3 separate regions of the Sus scrofa genome follow, and all the other regions are linked to region 3. The links are chromatin contacts, called in public promoter capture Hi-C maps. All regions are on one chromosome and are shown on one strand. The core of a region is the stretch at or near the end of the contact, and the rest is flanking DNA. Distances in the headings are between cores, read along the strand shown.

Region 1 (4,651 bases), core at 805-3,304, 130 kb after region 3:
ACTTCCTCACTTACCCTTTGGGATGGCCACTAAATTTGTCACAGAGTATAGTAACGCGGTTGACTGAACCACAGCCATGAAAGTGTGCTTCCAGCTCTTCTGCTGTTGCACCATAGTCCACCTGTGGGGGGGGTACATCTCACAGATAATGGGCAAACTCCCATTTCAACAAGTACTGGCCAAGCCTTTGGGCTAGGCCACCTATAAACACCAAAGCAATTAACTCTATTTTCTAAGGAACTCTTTTCTTTCCAATCCCATGGCCTCTGCTAATCACCATTAACTTTCACCTCATTCCAACCCTCCCTCTACTCCTTAAATCCACCACCACCTATCCTGGAGATGATTCAAGACTCCCATTAAATAATCCCCCCCACAATAAGAGCTTCCCCAACCTCAATCAAGGTCCTAGTACATACATTGCCAACATAGATAGATCGGGCATCTGCCTCCATCTTCTCCTCAATGGACATGATAACTGGGCCAGCTATGAGGGAAGGAAAAAAAAAAAAAAAAAAAATCAGAAAAAAATCCTTTTTTTACTTAGCCAATATATGCACACCATTACCACAACCGCCACTAGCAAAGACAAAGATTTTGGTCTATTCTAGCCCCTATTCCCACTGCTTAGAACACAATAAAACAGTCTAGCATACAGTAGGTGCTCATTAAATATTTGACAAACGAAAGAAGAGATCAATACATTAAAAGAAAAAAACAAACTAAAAAAAACCACAACAGTACAGGAATTCCCTCCCAACCCCAAATCAAGTCCCTATTGAATAGCTTTGGTTGCAATGATCTGGAAAGTGAACAAAATTAAGTGGGCTGAGATTGGACGTTTCTGGATTAGAGAGGAAGCCCCCTGAAGCTGAGCAGTTCTCTTAAGACTCCTAACTAAAGGGTCTCCAACTGAGAGAACTATTGGACTTGAAGGTCAAATGCCAGCTGGCAACCTTCACAAAGGGCAGAGAAAGACTAAGAACAAAGAGCAACACATTTGTAACAGGAACAAAGGGAGGCACAAGACTACCATCACCAAAACAGACTCGGTCTCACAAAGGTCAGAAACACACAACGGACTACGACCGAGGCACCTGCCCAATAACTGCTCAGACAAGCAGCTCCAAGGTATGGAGCATCCAATCCCATATGAACCGTGCTCCCATAACCCTTCCAATGCGAGAACCTGGGATCCGCGTGTAACCGCCAGTTACTCACCATTGCCTGGTGGTGGACTCATATTCATCTGCTTCTCTACTTCGTTCTGTAGCTCCTTTAGCTTCTCAGCTTCTTCCTCCATCTCCCTGACTCGAGCTTTGATCGCTTCCAGCTCCTACAATGAGTGGGGAGGGTATGGAGAAGAGCTTAAGAGGAACCAACGCAGGGGCTTTGCCCTGCTCTCGATCGGCGCGCGGCCCCAGCCATGCTCTGCCATTTCCCTTGCCCCACGCGAGGGTCATGATAAAAAGAAAATCAAGCTACCTTTTTTAGAACAACACTAGACACCCATTACGTCCGAATCCACCCGGCTGGGCCCCTTCTGGCGGTCGATGCTGCGTCCCCAGCCCGGCCCCAGCCACGTTATTCCCCGCCCACCCCCACCCCCCGCCCGCCTCCCGCTCGCCCGAGCTCTGGGCCTCCCGTGACCCGGCCGGCCGGTCGCCGGCCTGCTCGCTCGCCCTCCTTCCCTCACCGGGTCCTCAATGGCGCCGTCCCCCGGGTCACCCTCGACCAGTCCCGGCTCCTCCTCCTCCTCCTGGCTGCCGGGGGCTCCCGAGCCAGGCCCAGGGCCCGGAGCTCCTGGGGGGGCGCGGGGCCGGGGCGGCTCCTCTTCGGGCTCGGGCTCCGGCTCGGGCTCCAGCAGCAGCTCCTCAGGCTCCAGCTCCTCAGACTCCAAGCCGTTCCCGTAGTCCCCTGCGCCCCCCGGGGCCCCCTCCCCGGCCTCCCCACCGGCCCCGGGCACAAGATGGCGCCGCCGCCCCGGCCCGGAGCCCCGACCGCCCGCAGCCCCCGCTGCTGCTGCCGCCGCCGCCGCCGCCGCCATCGCCGCTCAGACTGGGGCCCGCCGCCCAACGATTGGAGAGCTGCGCCGGCCACGCCGAGGATTCATTAGTCAAGCAGCCTGCCCATCACGGCGAGCTAGGAGTCCATTGGAGAATATTACTTGGCAATCAAATAAGACCCCACCCCTAAGGCGGGGGATTGCCCCAAATTCTCAAATCCCGGTAGGGGAAATCGGTCTGTCAATCAACGCACGTACCACCTCCTCTCAAGCCCTTAGGTAACAATGCCGCCACGCTGTGACGACGTTCTTGCTTCTCCCCCGCCTACGGGCGGATCCGCAAAGTATGGCGCTCCGTGATTGGCCGCTGGCTGAGCGAGTGGAAAGGACCAATCTAGCGATCCCCTCGCCGGAGTGGCCCAGTCTCAAACGCCGACTGGCTCGCGAGATTCGAAGGGCTGACCCCCGTTTTGTGACAGGTGAACTTTGCCCCCAAACGAACTGCTCGGCTTCCAGCGAGGGAAACCCTAGGTCACATGACTAGTCTTTAGGGTGCCGCCATCTTGATACTGTTGGTTGCCAGTATCAAGGTTGAACTTTTGAAAGGCAGAGGTCGGAAACTCTGCGGCGGTTTCTGGAAACCTGTTTCTGGGCACCAGGAATGCCCCAGTAGGTGGGATGTTGCTGGAAATGGAGGGTTCCGAATGGCGCTCTCCAGGAAGGAGCTTACCTTTCCCACTCAGGTTATTGGCACCATTATGCACTAGGTCTCCCCAAACCAGAAAGCAGGGAGGAATTCTCACTCCAGTACCAGTCACAAGTTCTAACCGTGCTGTCTTCCTACATAGGCATACTTTCCAAGCATTCTGCTTATGTCCCAGTTTCAGCCTGTTTTTCTCTTGCTTGGAATGTTTGCTACAACTCCCTAATGTGTCAGCTTCCAGTGTCACCATTTCAATCCACACCACTACCAGACCGAACTGGCTCCCCTTTGCTGGCCAGGTAAAGTCTTAAAATTCCTTGCTGAGGCCTTAAGAGACCTCAGGACCAGACTACTTGGTGTTATTTCCACAATCTTCATTCCAGCGGGTGTATCTGCACCCAGGTCTGTGCCTCTACATGCAGTCAGTCCTTTTTCAAGCAGACAGCTACAAACCCCGTCTTCACCTCCCCTGCGGAAGCCTTCCACTAGCCTCCCGTCTTCTCCCTTGACAAGCGGTCCTTCCTCCGCTGTGCGTTTGAGTGTTCTGTGCTGCCTTTCCTAACTAGAGTTTGCAAGAGCTTGGAGACGAGATTGGACTCTAAATTTGCACCTCCACCATGGGGGCAACATGCCTAGAACATAGTTTTCAATGGTTGACCACAGGATGCATGGGCTGAGGATCTGGGTGCCACCCTTCATCTTCAACGCTTTCCCAGCCCCCAGCCCCTCCTATAGACCCTAGAGGAATTCCACCGCACTGCTGCACTCTTGAGATACCACTGAGACCTAGCCCTGGAAGGCAGGATTGCTACAGTTTAGGGGTGATGCTACTCATTTATTAAAAAGGAAGGAACGGCGGTGCTAAGTTTGCAAGAGGGATATTTATAGCCAGACCAAGCTACCGGTTTCAGAGCCAGATTCACATGAGCTCAACCAAATAGTTAAACAACCTGGACAGGATGTGCATGGCTGGGGTAGGGGGATTTGGATGAGAAGAGATTCCTATTAGCAAACCAAAGTCAAAAGTTTCCCAGTATACCCCATTCTTCCCCACACCCTCATTTTATCACACAAATTCTTACCTCAGGAATAGGGGAACTTGGAGCAGAGTCACAGTTGCTTAAAATTTCACTGAAAATTACTTCATCAGCCATCTCAGCTTCAGTGGTCTGGGAGAACTTAGTTGAACACCGAAGATAAGCTCTAAACAATTGTGAGTTTGCTGGAAGAAAAATCTTCTCTACTGATTTTAAGCAAACCAAGTCTTAGGTGTTTATTGGTACCTAATTACCTTTTTTTTTTTCTTTTTTGGCCACCCTGAGGCATATGGAGTTCCTAGGCCAAGTATCAGATCTGAGCCCCGGTTTGCAGCAACACCGGACCCTGGGCCAGGATCTGAGGACCCATTGTGCCAGGCCAGGGACCCAGCAGGGGTCCTGGCTCTGCAGAGTTGCTGCCAACCCTATTGTACTACAGTGGGAGCGCCTATTGGCACCTAATTTAAACTAAGAAAGCCAATTAAGGGAAATGTGATTTTTTAAAATAATGCCCTTGAACCTCGATTTTGTTGAGCACTTGATTTTGTTAACAGACACCAATCCTAGACTCCTTGTTATATTCTTATTGAATTCTCACATGAAGTAAGAGTCTAAAAACCATAACCTTTTTTAGAGATGAGGAATGAAGTAACTTGCCCAAGTCAAGGAACTAATTAGAAATGAGTAGAGAATTCAAAGCCAGCTTTCAAAGCTCAGATCAAAATTACTATAAGGTCTGTTTTAATACACAAAGATTATAGTTCGCAAGTGTTGAAATTGAGAAGACTAAATTCCAGCAATAGACAAATGTTCAGGCAAACTATAATTATACCCAAAAATTATTATGCACCTGTTTTTAAAAAAAAGTTTACACACAACGTGTGATAAACTTGCAAAAATAATTTT
Region 2 (4,900 bases), core at 1,911-4,410, 91 kb after region 3:
CTGGAGAGGGAAGCAGAGGAAAATTTGCCCAGTACCTGACATCAAGGGTGCCTCCACATATGTCCTCATCTGCCTGGGTCTGACCAGTTGGCAGTCCCACCCAGAGCCTCTGGAAAGAGATCAGCCCTGGGCAGGGAAGATATGATAGGGGGTACTCCACCTTGGCCAGGAAAGCTTGCAAGATGCTGTCCTGACCTTCCTCAGAAAATCATTCAAGTTCTCACCCCACCCACTCCCTTGAAGTCCTGCCCCTGCCCTTGACCAGCTCTTCTCCTATAGGACTCTCTCTTCTCATTTGCAGAAATGTGGGTGTTTGGAGGGAGGGAGGTTGGGAAGCGGTGGGACGGCGGTAGCAACCTGCATGGCCACAAAAGGGCCAACCAGCCTGGCAGCTCCTGAAATAGTGCTGAAAGCATAGGACTCCCCTGGGCCTATTGAAGCTCATCTGTGCTCACCTGATGGGAGGAAGGGGCACTGGTGGTTAAAATGCTGAAATACTTCTGACCCTGCTAGTAAACAGATGCTGTGCTCAGTGCTGGAGCACCCCCATGCCACAGCCTCCCTGTGATCCTGCAACTAAATGGGGGCCAGATGGGGACCTCTAGGACAGGTTCCCATGTCCTGATGGGTAGATGATGATGGGACTGGTTGCTAATTATTTGTAGTATCACCTTTAGTTACAAAGGTGCCCGGAGCCTGCCTTCAAAGGGAACCCAGTCTGGGAGTTCCTGTTCTGGCTCAGCGGTTACAAACCCGACTAGTATCCATGAGGACGTGAGTTCAATCCCTGGCCTTGCTCAGTGGGTTAAGGATCCGGAGCTGCTGTGTAGGTTGCAGATGTGGCTCAGATCCCATGTTGCTGTGGCTGTGGTATAGGCCAGCAACTGTACCTCTGATTCAACCCCTAGCCTGAGAACTTCCCTATACCACAGTGAAGCCCTAAAAAGACAAAAAAAAAAAAAAAAAAAAGAGGGAGAGAGAGAGAGAGACAGGGAACCCAGTCTGGCCTGAGAGACATGCAGAGAATCAGAGTGAACAGGACAGAAAGTCCAGCAACTTCTTCCCCCAGCCCAGCGAGGCCTTTGGCTTACTCAGCTTTGTCCAACAGTCGTGGCTGCCCTGTTCATCAATCCATTTGTCAAACACTTACTGAGCATCTGCTATCCACCAGGTACCATTCTAAATGCTACTAGGAATGCAGAGGAGGACAATCCAGATAAGGTCCCTGCATCAGGAATCTCAGGTTTTAGGAGGAAACAGATGGCAAACAAGGAAGTGAGATAATTTCTGATAATGATAAGTGCTATGAAGAAAATGAAACAGTGTTAGAAGACAGGGAATTACTGGACAGTGGGGAGTGGGTAGTGAGAAGGGGCACCTTTAGCTTAAAAAGCTAGGGAAGGCTCCAAAGATGCAGGATTTGACATGATGATGGAAAAGGGTCTGGGGCAAGAGTGGTCCAGGCAGAGGGCACACGACATTCCACCCAAAGGTGGAAGAGCTTGGCATGTTTGAGAAACAGAAAGGACAGTATGGCTAGAAAAACAAAGGCTAAGGGTGAAGGGAAGAGATGGGTAGGGACCAGATCACATAGCGTCTTACAGGCTGTGGTGGAACATTTAGATTTTACCCAGGGTCAGTGAGAAGGTATCAACTGTATTCAAGCATGATCTACGTGATGGCAGTTTCTTCAGGGCAGGCACCATGTCCTTGACCTTCTGCTGCCCCATAGAGCTGGCATCAAATGACAGTAAGATTTGCTTTGAGCCAACATTTACACATCATGGACCAGGCACGGTTCTCAGGATTCTCTTAATCCTCCGTTCCATTATTATCCTACTTGACGGACAAGGAACCTGAGGCTCCAAGAGGTCACATAGCTTGCCCAGGTTGGACTTTGCCAGGGTTGGAACCAGGATTAGAACTCAGGGAAGCTGGATGCTAATGGGGCTAAAGAGAGGAGAACTGGAAGAATTCATAAGCACTTGAGATGTTCCGCAAATCAAGAAGAACAAGAACAGGTCAAGAAAGTCATGACGGAATGGCATGAGGACGAGACCAGCTGTGGATGAGCTTGGCCTTGCTGGGAAGGGACAAGATTGGAAGAGAAGACTGGGACCCAGAAGGCCAAATGGAGAGGTTCCTTCCTTCCTACCCCCTGAAGAATGGCAAAGACAAGCCTGAAGCTGAGGGCCCTCCTGTCTGAGGCAGGGTCTTAGCAACCCACCCAAACTAACCTGGGGCTCAGAACCCTCCCTGAACAAGTCAGAATCATGTTAAACTTTTGTTTGGGAACAAGAGGGCAGAGATGAGGCCTAAGAACAGGGAGAAGTCTCCTCCTGCCCTCAACAAACACTTTGAGCTCTCACCAAGGTTCAAGCTGTGGGGGGAGTGGGGAGCCATGCAGAGCCAAGGTGAAGAGGAAGAGCCATTGTGCCATGGACTTTACACATATTTACTCACCAAAGTCGCTGTCCAGATGAGGAACTGAGCAACAGAGATGTTGCAGATCTTGACCAAGGTCACCCAGCTGACAAAACAGGATTCACTCCTGAGTCTAACTGGCTCCACTCCCTGCCTGAGCACTCCAGAAACACAGACTTGTTTTCCTGCAGGTTTGCACTCGGCTCCCCAGTCACCTAGCCGCAGGCACAGGGCCTCAATGCCCACATTTCAAACCACCGTTTTGCCAGCACTTCCTTCCTGCTTAGTCTTTTCTGGCTTCCATCTATTTTCCCCTTGTGCCAGTCAGAGCGGTCATCTTTGGGAACTGGGTTTCCTGCCCACCTCCATCTTGAGCCCCACCTCCATCTTGTGCCTTGGCAGCCCCCTGGGCAGTGGTCATGCCAAGTCATTCTCCAGCTGCTAAATTCCAGGCAGCCAGACCCCCCAGGGCTGTGGTCTGGAAGAAGCTGCATCAGGCTGGAGCTGGAATGGGGGAGCTCTCTCTTCAGATGCATCTGTAAATTTAAAAATTCCTCTCTCAGGGTTCCTGTTGCAGCGCAGAGGAAAGGAATCTGACTAGTATCCATGAGGATGCAGGTTCGATCCCTGGCCTCGCTCAGTGGTTTAAAGATCTGGCATTGCTGTGAGCTCTGACGTAGGTCTAAGACAGGGCTCGGATCTGCCATTGCTGTGGCCAGCAGCTGCAGCCTGGATTCAACCTAGCCTGGGAACTTCCATAAGCCACACGTGTGGCCCTAAAAAGCAAAATAAAGTTCCTCTCCCATCCTAAGAGAGTCTGAGTCTGTTCATAGGTGCCCAAGCAATGAGGGGGTCGGATGGAGCTGGGGCAGGTATCCCCCCTCCCCTACTGGCTCCCTACCTTTCCTCCCACCTACCTGGACACGGACACGTGGGCCCGGAATGTGGGGTGGGGGGGTGCTGGTAGGTGGGAGGAAAGGTAGGGAGCCTCTATCCAAGGCCTCAAGTTCACAAAGCGCCTTAAATTAGACTTCTGATGTTATCGCCAAATGAGGTTTTACACAGAGCCATTGTCTGTTCACGTGTTTGAAGTGTTAATGCGCTAAATGTAAACATTGAAAATATACCACAGCTTTTCAATCCTGTTTGGCATCTCACTTTTTAAATTCCAGGAAGCTCAAAAACGGAAGAAGGAAGGTTCTCTGGAGTTTCTGAGGGGCCTTGATGTATGCCCCCAAAGGAAGAACGCGGAGTGGGGGCTAGGTGGAGGGAAGTTGCGCCCACAAAGGAGCAGTAAGTAATAGGGCAGGAGAGGTGTGGGGACCCCAGAGCCCCGCCCTTTCTGCTGAAGCTCCTGAGGGGCCAGAACGCAGCTCCTCTGAAAGAGTCCTATCCGCTGTCCTCAGTTCTCCTCCTCCTGGCAGCAGGAGTGAGCCAGAGTGACGGCGAGGGACAGGCCCGGACTGGCTGAGGCGGCACGACCGGCGGGGCGGCAGCTCTGGGACCCGACGCTCAGGCAGCACGTTCTCTCCTCAGGTCCAGAATCCGTGTCCAGCCCCAGCCCCGCGACCTGCCTCCCCCGCAGAGAGAGGCCAAGCCAAGAGAGTGGAGCGGCTCCGCGGAGGACCCCAGAAAGACGGAAGAGGCGCGCTCCCTCCCACGGGAAAGACAGATGTGGGGCTACTGAAAGGCGGGCAGAGAGGCGCGGGGCAGGCGGGGGAGAACAGGAGCGTGACCGGGAGAGGAAAGCTCTCCGGAGGGAGCGAACCAGACCACCGGGAGGTCCGCCGCGACGTCGGGCAGGAGCAGGCGCCGGGGAGAGGAGCCAGGAGGGGGCGTGCAATTTGGCCCGAGGGTCCTGAGCTGAAACTCAACACCCGCCTTTAGAGGGAACGTCCCCCTTTCCCCTCCGCCCCTTCTCTTCCCCTCCCTTTTCCCCTCCCTCCTTTCTCTTAATCCCTGGGACTGAGCCCCGCGCCGGAGCGGAGAGGGCCCGAGGGGAGGAGAGAGGAGCTGCACTGAGAGGGCGCCGGGAGCCCGGGAAGGGGAGGGAAAGGGAGCTGCGAGCCGGGGGTGAGCCTCGGGGCCACGCGCCACCCCTCCCCCCGGAGCCTTCCTAGTCGTCTCAGTGTCCCCCAAACCCCACCTTCAGGCGAGTCCGCAGGACCCTGGTCCCTGCTCCTCCTTCGCATTCTCTTTGGTCCTTCTTTTGCTTTGTGGCCTTTCTCTCGGTTCCCAGAGACACCTGGGCTGCCCCGAGCCCTGGGGCGCGCGGAACGGCCCCACAAAGGGTGCGAGTGAGCAGGACGAGGGGGCTGGTTCCGAGGGCCAGGGGGCTGAGGGCTGGAGAGGGGCGGGTGGGCCCCTCTGGCGCGTGGGGAAGGCCGTTCCGCCCCTTCGAGCCGGGCCCTCGCGCGGGTGGCGAGGCGCCGTCGCCGCGCCCCCAGATCCCCGGGCGAGTGTGCCTGCGTGGGAA
Region 3 (5,100 bases), core at 2,471-4,970:
ACGAAAGAAAAATGAACTTCAGTGGTTATCTCAGAATTTAATTACATTGGTTTTTCTTGTGATTTTATGCATCTTCTAAACTTTCTAAAATTAAGTGTCTCACACTTACTAGCAGAAAATCCTAATTTATTATTTTAAATAAAAAAAGTTACATGTGTAAGCAGACTTACAGTTTTTTTAAAAAGTCACCGTGACTGAATAAAATGAAAATGAAAAAGACCACAGCCTGTGGGAGACCTATTTCAGACAGGTTATATACTCTACCTAAAATTACACAGTTATAGGAGTACAGCTGCGATTCATACTCAGTCTGACTCGAAAAACCAAGCCCTGGGCATCTTTAAATCAACATGCTAAGCTCTTGCGATCAATGCTAGCATGACACAGGAGGACAAGGAAAGGATTTAAAGAGAGACAAATCAAGTTTAACTTTGAATTAGGCATTCAATAGTCAAATAGTGGGTAAATTATTACCTCAGTCTCCTTTCCTTTCTTTTCCTGCCCACAAAAGTAATTATGAGGCTCAAATAAGATGTGAGAGCACTTTGTAACCAGTAAAGCACCTACTAAAAGTCTTCGATCCTGAAAGTTAATAAATATCTGTTCAACAAACATATAGTGATCTAAAATACAAAAGAGCAGCCCAACTCAAAAAGGTGTTAGAATGGATCAAAGCATGGCACTCAGAAAAAAAGACAGCCAAGAATTTGAGAAATAGGCTCTTCTGACATGCTTGGGCACTGTCAAGTTCAAAATGGGTTACAAGTGAATGAGAGAAAAACAAGGAATAAAAAGCAAAGATTGAAAAATGAGAAACAAGGAGTTCCCGTTGTGGCTCAGTGATTAACAAACCCGACAGTATCCATGAGGACTCAGGTTCTATCCCTGGCCTGAACAGTGGGTTAAGGATCTGGTGTTGCCATGAGCTGTGGTGTAGGTCGCAGACGTGGCTCAGATCCCATGTTGTGGTGGCTATGGCACATGTCCGCAGCTACAGCTCCAATTAGCTCCCTAGCCTGGGAACATTCATATGCTGTGGGTGCGGCCCTTAAAAAAAAAAAAAAAAAAAAAAAAAAAAAGGTGTGTGTGTGTGTGTGTGTGTAGGGGGGGGGGAACATGACAGGAAAGGTCAGGAGTTCCCATTGTGGCTCAGTGGTAACAAAACTGACTAGTATCCATGAGGATGTAGGTTGGATCCCTGGGCTCACTCAGTGGGTTAAGGATCTGGAATTGCCGTGAGCTGTGGTGAAGGTCAAAGACTTCTCAGATCCCATGTTGCTCTGGCTGTGGCGGAGGCCAGCTCTGCAGCTCCAATTCCACTCTGGCCTGGGAACTTCCATGTGCTGCAGGTACGGTCCTAAAATGCCAAAAACAAAAAAAGTCAACTAAAATGAATAATGAGGAAAAAAAGGCAAATGAAGATACATCAAAAATTCACTTAGCTATCGTTCTAAAACACAAATCTGCTATAAATCTCATGCTTAAAAATCCATCAATGATTTTTATTAATGATAATGATTTTCATATTTCTGTTGAATATTTTGCTTAAATATTTTAGGAGAAAGCTCAATACACAAAATAGGTAACACCCAAATTTTCCAGTTCAAGCAGGTATGAGGGATCCAGAGACCTTCTATATTGCCCCGTACCCAGTGATTCCCTGAGAAGGTTCTACAAGATCTAAATTTGAAAACTACCATATTTAATTTTAAGATACACATCATCTTGACATTTTGACATCCCTGAAGTCAGGATACATCTTTAAATCAATGATATCTTAGCATTATGGCATAGATTAAAGAGCAGCATTTTTTTCTTAATATATTAAGTGATATATCCCCAATTAACAGTATTTTAAATTAAATGAAATACAACAGTAACTCCTCAGTTGGCTTACAAAGCACTTTACACAAAATGACTACTCTTCCAGTTTTATTTTCTTACCCTTTCCACCCCAACACACACAAAATGTACAGCCAACCACCCTACATGACTTACCTCCTTTCCCAGAATATCACCATGCTTTTACGTCTTTGTAAATTTGCACACGTTGTTTCTTTCTGTCCCTCTGACTCCCATTTATTTCTCACAATTCCATTACCTCTTTTGAAACGCCCTAACTTCCTTTGCTCCTCTGGTAATTATTTAACCTCACTCCTCAGCCTGCACAGCCGCTCATCATGAGTCAACATGACTGCTACCGCTTATACCTATTGCTTTCACCTGCCTCCTCTACTAGACTTCAGCACAGAAACTGGATTTTACTCATCTTCGAAGCTCCAGCACTTAGGACACAAAAGATACTCATTAATCTACAATGGAAAGAACTGCTGAGAACATCAGGTCAGGAGTTCCCATTGTGGTTCAGTGGGTTAAGGACCCAACACTGTCTCTGTGAGGATGTGGGTTTGATCCCTGGCCTTGCTCAGTTGGTTAAGGATCTGGTGTTGTCATGGCTATGCCTTAGGCCCCAGCTGTAGCTCCAATATAACCCCTGGCCCAGGAACATCCATATGCCCAGGTGCAGATGTAAAAACAAAACAAAACAAAAACCATCAAGTCAAAGGATGCTTGCTCTTCAATTGTCTTACCTTTTCTGTAGGAAAGGCCTTAGCTTGAACTTTTTTGGTCAGGGCTTGCACTTGTGCAGTGACAGCTATCACCTGAAATTAATCCAAACAAAACAACTGACTAGAATACATCAGGTCATCTCTGTGAGCTGTGAAGGGCAAAAGCTAAACAATGCCACCTAAAAACTATCTGGAACACTGCCTAAAGTACATCACTCTCTTATTTTCAGTTCTGGGAAAACAGAAGAAACAGCTTTTGATACTTCTTCAAAAGACAGAAAAAACTTTCTACTTCTTTAAAAAGGTAAAGAGACCATCTTACCAAACCATGGGAAAGGGATGAGAACACTGTAGCTTTGTACAGACTGAACTTTAAATACATAGAATTATATAAAAGTATATTATCTGGGCACTCAAATGGTAAACTATATCACCTCTCTCAGTTTCCTTAGCTATAAGAACAAAAGAAACTGATTCATTTGCTTTTTTCCTGGAGTTTTTGTATTCTTTCAGAGGCAGAAATCAATTACTTTTCATTGTAGCCTGAAAAGGTTTGCATTAAATCATTTTGCTCTTATGGTATTTGGTTATTCAAACATACGCTCCCAAATCACCAAAGTTTAGAAGTGAGGCACACAAAGTCAAAGCTCATCAGTGACTAATACTAATCTATTCCAAAGGGGTGCCATTACTCACCTGTTCCTGAAGGTTTTTCAAAAGTGCCACAGCATTTGGCAGGTCCGACTCCAGCACCTCCTACCGAAGGGAGAAAAAAGAAAAGCCATTCTTTCCTTAGGATTATAAGACCTGACGTCTGTGGTGGAAAAGTCCCCTCTCTCCTTCAAACATCCCAGACTTCCTGCCTTCTCACTGTGGTATACAAGCAGCCTCGCCTCACAGCCGGCCGGCCCCTCACGTTACTGGAAAGAAGCTGTAACCCCCAACCCCGTCTCCCTATTACTGTTTTTGTCCCGCTGTGGCAGGAAGAACGCCTCCCTGAAGCAACTTTCATCACCACGCTTCCCTCGCGTCAATAATTTGCCTCAAACCACTGCGGGGAAAAGAAACGTCCACAACAGCAAGCCTAGGAAGGATACACACGACACTTACCGGCGCCGCCATCTTCACAAAACCCGCCCCTTCCGGAACCGTACTTCCTGAGAGCTGATGTCTTGATGGACTTAACTGGCTTGCAAATCTAAGCCAATAGGAATGGGGGCTCTCTTACTTCCGGCCCGAACAGGATGTACGAGAGGAAGGGCCGGGACCGGCCAATGAAATAGAAGAACTGGCTAAATTCGTCAGACTTAGGAGGTGCTCTCACCACTTAAAGATGCTCTTGGAAAGAAGCGTTTGATTCGTAGATTGAGTAGACTGATTGGAGCTAAGCCAATAAAAACTGAGAAAGTGATTGATTGACTGTTGGAAAGGTCCAATAAAAAAAGGAGTTAGTTGCGCGAGCTGAGAGCGTATTGGCTCCTGAATGCCGCAGTACCCGGACTCTTTTCCCGATGTTTCCGTTGCTTTGTCAGAATCCGCCGCTAGGTGACAGGCCTTGGCTTTGGTCTAAGAAGGTGGCCACTTATGGAACCGCCATTCCAAGCGGCTGTTCCAATGTAGGCCTTGCCAGACACCTCACAGACCCGCAAGGCCTTTGTGTGATCTTGGAGAAATCCTTCCATATCTGAGCATTTTTCATCTGGACGTACGAGAGTTTGGCCCAGAGAAGCCCAGAGCCAGAGTTTAGACACGTACAATAAGGTCACTCACCTGCTTCCTGCGCACTTGGGGGCACTGTGTAAAGATACCATGGGTGCTGCCCCAACACTCCTCCTACCAGTTTGGGGAGATGAAGAGGAAGACGTTTAACAATTGAGGAAGGCAGTTCAGAGTTAGGAGATTTTCCCCTGGTCACAGGGGTCCCTGAAGAACCTGGTGCAAACTCAGCCTATGCATGGAATTTCACCATGTTTTGCCTCATCTTTTCTTTGAAAGATTTTCAAATGCTTCTTTTTCTTTCTTTCTTTCTTTTTTTTTTTTTTTTTTTTGTCTTTTTAGGGCCACACCCGGGGCATATGGAAGTTCCCATGCTGGGGGTCGTATCGGAGCTGTAGCCACTGGCCTACACCACAGCAATGCCAGATCCAAGCCCGCGTCTGAGACCCATATCACAGCTCAGGGCAACCCACTGAGCGAGGCCCGGGATGGAACCGCATCCTCATGGATACTGAAGTAGGGCTCATTACTGCGGAGCCATTAAAGGAACCCTTCGAAATACTTGGAAAAATGTCATCTCACTCCCACATCTTACAGGCTGATAAAATCAACTGGATGGGCATTAATAGTTCCATGGTCTGCCTTGGGAAATAAGCACCACAGGGGAGAATCATGGTCTTGAATTTTACCTGCAACTGTGGAGCTGACCTAAGACTGGAAAAGTGATTTCTTTGACTTGGAACCATCTTCTGGAATTAAGCAAGGAATAGCTTCCATATCTCAGCAACCAGGGTAGAAAAATCCTGGTCTCTAA

Evidence for each region. Promoter capture Hi-C pulls out the DNA fragments that hold promoters and counts their contacts.
Region 1: a promoter capture Hi-C map of fetal skeletal muscle shows a contact between it and region 3, with 5 times the contacts expected there. The contact joins the promoter of PABPN1 here to the promoter of NGDN in region 3. A contact is called at or near these places in 4 of 5 promoter capture datasets (fetal liver, fetal skeletal muscle, liver and 1 more), 18 of 47 Hi-C or Micro-C datasets (adipocytes, brain, embryonic fibroblasts and 11 more) and 2 of 2 datasets of contacts at active chromatin or transcription factors (alveolar macrophages and skeletal muscle).
Region 2: a promoter capture Hi-C map of fetal skeletal muscle shows a contact between it and region 3, with 4 times the contacts expected there. The contact joins the promoter of EFS here to the promoter of NGDN in region 3. A contact is called at or near these places in 1 of 5 promoter capture datasets (fetal skeletal muscle), 1 of 47 Hi-C or Micro-C datasets (epiblast stem cells) and 1 of 2 datasets of contacts at active chromatin or transcription factors (skeletal muscle).

Annotation. Positions count from the first base shown.
Region 1 is chr7:75,754,468-75,759,118 of Sscrofa11.1, forward strand. PABPN1 (poly(A) binding protein nuclear 1) reads right to left here and starts at 2,055. Exons shown (of 7, transcript NM_001243548.1): 1 at 1,697-2,055; 2 at 1,222-1,336; 3 at 420-487; 4 at 15-121. The coding sequence starts at 2,047.
Region 2 is chr7:75,716,873-75,721,772 of Sscrofa11.1, forward strand. It overlaps EFS (embryonal Fyn-associated substrate), which reads left to right and starts at 3,161. Exons shown (of 5, transcript XM_013978208.2): 1 at 3,161-4,900. It overlaps IL25 (interleukin-25), which reads right to left and starts at 816. Exons shown (of 3, transcript XM_005666258.3): 1 at 1-816.
Region 3 is chr7:75,625,727-75,630,826 of Sscrofa11.1, forward strand. NGDN (neuroguidin) reads right to left here and starts at 3,721. Exons shown (of 11, transcript NM_001244788.1): 1 at 3,681-3,721; 2 at 3,267-3,326; 3 at 2,592-2,663. The coding sequence starts at 3,692.